2 separate regions of the Pan troglodytes genome follow, and region 1 is linked to region 2. A link is a contact called in public HiChIP or PLAC-seq data. All regions are on one chromosome and are shown on one strand. Each heading gives the region's core, a stretch centred on a gene start, on an enhancer-like site or on the middle of the called end of the contact. The rest is flanking DNA. Distances are from core to core; before and after follow the strand shown. Region 1 holds the start of AADAT (aminoadipate aminotransferase). Region 2 holds the start of CLCN3 (chloride voltage-gated channel 3).

Evidence for each region. HiChIP or PLAC-seq counts read pairs in DNA pulled down with a chosen protein or histone mark.
Region 1: a contact with region 2 is called in an H3K4me3 HiChIP or PLAC-seq map of stem cell-derived excitatory neurons, with 7 times the contacts expected there. The contact joins the promoter of AADAT here to the promoter of CLCN3 in region 2. A contact is called at or near these places in 1 of 7 Hi-C or Micro-C datasets (stem cell-derived neural progenitor cells) and 1 of 1 datasets of contacts at active chromatin or transcription factors (stem cell-derived excitatory neurons).

The regions. Positions count from the first base shown.
Region 1 is chr3:171,759,176-171,762,000 of NHGRI_mPanTro3-v2.0_pri, forward strand. AADAT (aminoadipate aminotransferase) reads right to left here and starts at 1,380. Exons shown (of 14, transcript XM_001155018.8): 1 at 1,284-1,380; 2 at 762-874. The coding sequence starts at 828.
Region 2 is chr3:171,292,102-171,294,889 of NHGRI_mPanTro3-v2.0_pri, forward strand. CLCN3 (chloride voltage-gated channel 3) reads left to right here and starts at 1,386. Exons shown (of 13, transcript XM_001153970.6): 1 at 1,386-2,241.

The sequences.
Region 1 (2,825 bases), core at 130-2,629, 470 kb after region 2:
CACGTGAGGACATAGGTTCTCCCTTCTACCACGTGAGGATGCAGCAAGATGGCTCTGTCTATAAGGAAGGGCTCTCACCAGACACAGAAGCTGCTGGCACTTTGATCTTAGACTTCCTAGCTTCCAGAACTGTGAGAAATAATTCTATTGTTCATAAATTACCCAGTTTGTGGTATTTTGTTATAGCAGCCTGAATGGACTAAGACAAAAGCTAGTCTAAAATAAACATACAGAATAACTTTTTCTGGGCACCTCACTTGCGGAGGGACTAAAGAATGAAGATGACCAAAGAGAAGGCAGAGGGATCAGAAAGACAGCAAAGGGCCACAATAGCAGAAGCCCTCCTCCACTTAGCCCCGACCTGTCTGTGAGCTTCATGGCCCACCCCTCTCCCATTTACCTGGCCCTCTCCACTGCACACCCATCTGCACGCTGTGCATGCCCCTTCTCAGCTTCCCAGGAAGAGCCTTTCTTGATAGCACGCCCCCTCCCTTCCAAGGCCGTGCCCCACAGCAGTCTGCGCCTCTCTACTGTTGCTCCTACTCTGCTCCAGCAGAAATACCCGCCTTCCGTTTCAGCCCGAGTTCTTTGAGAACAAAGGCTGTGTCTATTTCATTTCTGCACGCAGAGCCTGGCTCACCGCGAGCGTGCACAGGGGTACGCATGGAGGCAACCAAGCGGTGGCTTGCTAGGGAACCCTCCTTAGAGGCTGTGCGAGGAATGCCCCACCCCAAAGGAGAGATGGTCACCCCGTTTCTCACTCATGGTCCGGATGGGAGAAGGGTTTCTGGCTGCGCTCGCTGCCGTGATGAACCGTGCGTAATTCATGTCTTCTGACAGCCAAGCATCAAGCTTCTTCTTCAGTGGTTGAGGACTAGAAAAACCAAAGAGCCTCGTCAAGTCCTGCCTGCTAACTCCTCACTCTGGCAACGCCACCGCGAGCTGTGTCCCCCCGCTGCGTCTGGCTTCCCGCGCGCGGTGCCCGGAGAACGCCGCCGAAACTCCCCGGCTGGACGCTGCGTTCGGTCTCCCGGTCCTAAACGGGTCTGGGGCTGTGTGGCGAGCCCGGCAAAGTCCACGCCACACGCGCTCCGGCGGCCGCCAGGGCCCAGGCCGGTTTTGCCCCGCCGCGGGCCTCGCCGCGCCCCCTCCCGCCCCGCGCCGTGGCCTATGGCCGCCCGCGGCGCGCGCCTCCCCGTCCCGGATCATCGCCCTCAGAGCGCAGGGCGCGCGGGGGAGCCCAGGCGCGAGGCGCTTGCAGCCCCAGGCCAATGACTCTTGACCTCGCCGCTGGGAGTCACCGCAACCCGGCGTCCGCTTTGGCCGGCCTAGGCGCCGGCCCAGAGGCTAGCCCAGGGGCTGACCGAGGGGACCGGAAGTGCCCGTGATCCTAATCCTCGGGAACCATCTGGCGGCGGCTTGGGTCCACTGCAGGGGGCTCCCGAGCTGCGCCCAGCCTGGAGCGGCCCCACCCTCGTTCCCGCGCGCTCCGCTGGCCTCCTCTCAGTCACTGGGACTGTGCATTTTGCCCGCTCAGACCATGGCTATGCTAAATACCCATCTTTCGTTAGTGAAACTCTGGGCACTCTCCTGGGAAGCATCCCGGCGACCCAGACGAATTTCAACATCACTTTCTCGAAGATCTCAGCATTTTGGAGTGACGATGGAGTTCTGACAAAAATTTTTGAAAAATCACTCTGAGAGTCTCTTCAATTTTAGTGTATACCCTCACATTGAATTTCTGACCTTTCGTTAAATAATTATCTTGGAAGTGACTATCCGGATCTTTTTGGGTCTAGCACCTTGCCTTTTTTTTTTCTTACAAAATAACCCTTCTTACTCCCCACCTCCCTCAACTTTTCTGCAATTTCTCCTTCCTGAATCACCAAAATGGAATGTACAAGGTTTAATGGGAGCACTTAATGAGGGAAGGGTTTCAGACAACCTCTCTTTGACTTTAAAAAATTCTTTAATGGTTATTAAAATGAATGAACAGATTCATTCATTCAGCACAAATTTACTGAGTACTTCCTAGATGATTATTGACTCACTGCCAAATGGCTCTCTTTTAAGTTTACCTAATAGGTTGGTCAAGGAGCCACTGTTTTTATCTAGGTCCTGGCGGCAAAAAGCTGCAATAACCCAGTAAAATCTTTGTGCTAGCAGCTAAATAACAAAAAGGGAGTATTGAGAGGTGATAGCCTGCTGGCAGCCCTCGCAGCCCTTGCTCACTCTTGGCGCCTCCTCGGACTCAGCGCTCACTCTGACCGCGCTTGAGGAGCCCTTCAGCCCGCCGCTGCACTGTGGGAGCCCCTTCCTGGGATAGCGGAGGCCGGAGCCGGCTCCCTCAGCCTGCGGGGAGGTGTGGAGGGAGAGGCACGGGCGGGAACCAGGGCTGTGCGGGCGCTTGCGAGCCAGCTAGAGTTCCGGGTGGGCATGGGCTTGGCAGGCCGGCACTCAGAGCGGCCGGCCGGCTCCGCCGGACCCGGGTAGTGAGGGGCTTAGCACCCGGGCCAGCAGCTGCGGAGGGTGTGCCCAGTCTCCCAGCAATGCCGGCCCACCGGCGCTGCGTTTGAATTCTCGCCAGGCCTCAGCTGCCTCCCAGCGGGGCGGGACTCGGACCCGCAGCCAGCCATGCCTGAGTCTCCCCACCACCCACCCGTGGGCTCCTGCGCGGCCCAAGCCTCCCTGACGAGCGCCGCCCCCTGCTCCACAGCGCCCAGTCCCATCTACCGCCCAAGGGCTGAGGAGTGCGGGCTCACAGCGTGGGACTGGCAGGCAGCTCCACCTGTGGCCCCAGTGCCGCTCCACTGGGGGAAGCCAGG
Region 2 (2,788 bases), core at 136-2,635:
CTGGTGCGATGACTATGTATGCCAGAAACCATGACTTTAAGTTCTTATAAAGGAATAAGGTAGTACATAATAGGGATAATATTACAAAAAACCAAACGTACAAATAGACTTGTTTTTGCACACTTAAGAGAGATCCTTGGAACAATCCTCCATTAAGAAACTACGACACTACCATGAAATAATTTTTCATCCTTATAGAAAGCAGGTAAGATTGACTAATAGACCACAACTACTGTCTACATTCTCAAAATCCATGTGCCTTTCCAAAATTAGCTACGTAACTACAGTGAGAGAGAAAAAAAATGTGAGTAAATGTCTTGTGAAAAATTCCACTTGGTTTGGAAAAATTTTTGCCTGCTTTTCCACATTCTCTAAGAAGAATCTAAAGATCTTGGCCAACAGTGTCCCAGGTAAGAGAAAATCGTGCTTGGGTATTTCCATAGTTCTACAAACTCTACCTGGATAAAAGTAATGAAAGAGGTTCTAAGAAGCTTGACCGCACTGTGATCACCACCATGGGCACTATACTAGCTCTGAAGCCCAGAACTGTCTTTGAGAATATTCAATTCTGCCCTAGAAGAAATAGGAGAACAAAACTCACGTGTTCCTAGCCTGCAAAACAGTCGGTGGAGCACGTATATGTAAAAATAGAAAACGCTGGCAAGACCAGGTCATATTTAATATTCATGAGGCACAAGATATACAACACGCACTTAATATTCATTAATCAGTATATATTCATAACATACTAAATATACAGGAGATATTAAACGTTCACGGGTCTTAATTCTGCCACCCAGTGGAGACACTCAAAAGTGATCTCGCCAAAGAAATGCAAAACCTGTACCTGCCCACCAGGCTATTAGCATGCTACTGCTGTGGCCACCATTCTTTCACTGCATCGCCCTGCCCCTGCATCGGAATATAGCACCTTGAACACGGGATCAGGTTTACTGAATTCTGTGACCCACGCTGGGAGCTCAATAAATGTTTGCTAAACGGAAATGAACCCAATTCAGACCGTGTAGAAACCCCAGATTATATCTTTTCTCCAAACATTCAATTTCCAAGCAGTATTTTTGAAAATGCGTGATGGCTAAATTCGAGTTATCCTTTTTGTATGTATGTTAGGCACACAACCGGCGATGACATACAAGGCGAGGTGACACCACTGCACTCCCAGCCCGCACGTCACCTATAAGCACAGGGGGCTTTTGGTGCTGGTTTATTTTCGAAGGCTGGTACTTCTCTTCGATCTAAGTTTTAGGAACCTGTGCTCGTCGACGGCTGCCAATACTTTTTATTTTCAAGGCTGACGCTCGCCAGAGTTTCACAAGCTGCTCCCGGACGCTGTGGTCTCTCGCTAGAGTGGATCCGAACTCTGCGTGACGCTGGGAACGGCCAGCGTCTGTTGCCTCACGAAAACATCTCCCACAAGGTGGCCGCCTCGCGCGAGGTCAGCAGCAGGGCAAACAGGGATGCGTGAGTGACTGACGTGAGCTAATCGCTAATGACAGGCTTCACAGCCCCGGCGGCCCTCAGAGCCAGGCACCTCGCACCGCTCCTCCTCCTCGAGACGCAGTCCCGGCCCGCCCACCGTTCCCACGCCGCCCAATAGGCGCCGACGCGACTCAGCGAGTGGCCGGAGGAGGAGGTGTTGGGACGGCCGGACGCTGAACGGCCGTTCACGACAACGTAGTGACGTCACGCGTCGACGCTGGGGCGTACCTGTCGGGCTCCTGACTCCTGCCGCTTCTCTTCCCCTTCCGTGGGTCAGGGCCGGTCCGGTCCGGAACCTGCAGCCCCTTTCCCAGTGTTCTAGTTCGCCCGCGACCCGGAATAATGAGCAAGGAGGGTGTGGTGGGTTGAAAGCCATCCTACTTTACTCCCGAGTTAGAGCATGGATTCAGTTTTAGTCTTAAGGGGGAAGTGAGATTGGAGATTTTTATTTTTAATTTTGGGCAGAAGCAGGTTGACTCTAGGGATCTCCAGAGCGAGAGGATTTAACTTCATGTTGCTCCCGTGTTTGAAGGAGGACAATAAAAGTCCCACCGGGCAAAATTTCCGTAACCTCTGCGGTAGAAAACGTCAGGTATCTTTTAAATCGCGATAGTTTTCGTTGTGTCAGGCTTTCTTCGGTGGAGCTCCGAGGGTAGCTAGGTTCTAGGTTTGAAACAGATGCAGAATCCAAAGGCAGCGCAGAAAACAGCCACCGATTTTGCTATGTCTCTGAGCTGCGAGGTGAGTTGCATTGTATGAGCGAAGAGTCGTCAGCTCTCCTGTTCACAGATTTTGGGTCAACTGTGAGGCCACAGCGCTCATCTTGGTTTCTCTTATAATGTACCTACATAATGTTGAAAGGTACATCATGAATTGGGATGCTAACCCATCCTGATTAGGTATATACCCTCAGACATTCTTTAAAATTTCACACATCTGCTTCAGGAACCGTCGAAGGACCTCTGAATAAAATGGAAGTGGGTTCCAGGAGAAGATTAACTTTAAACTTAGAGGAGTGGGTTTTACTTTCGCTGAATTTTCCCCAATTTAAAAATAATATTCAGTTTTTCTATCTTTAGATATATATGTATGTAAAATATTTTTTGTGTATATATATTTGTGGTTTGATCTTAAACTTGACCAGAAACTGCCTTAGAATCTCAGAAATTGACTTTGCATGTGGTATGCTTTGTTTGTATGGCATTTTAAAACTGCGGAGCATATAGAAGATAATTACATATGCATTGTGCATATTAGAAACTGAGATTTCTGTTTCCTTTAGAAAGAA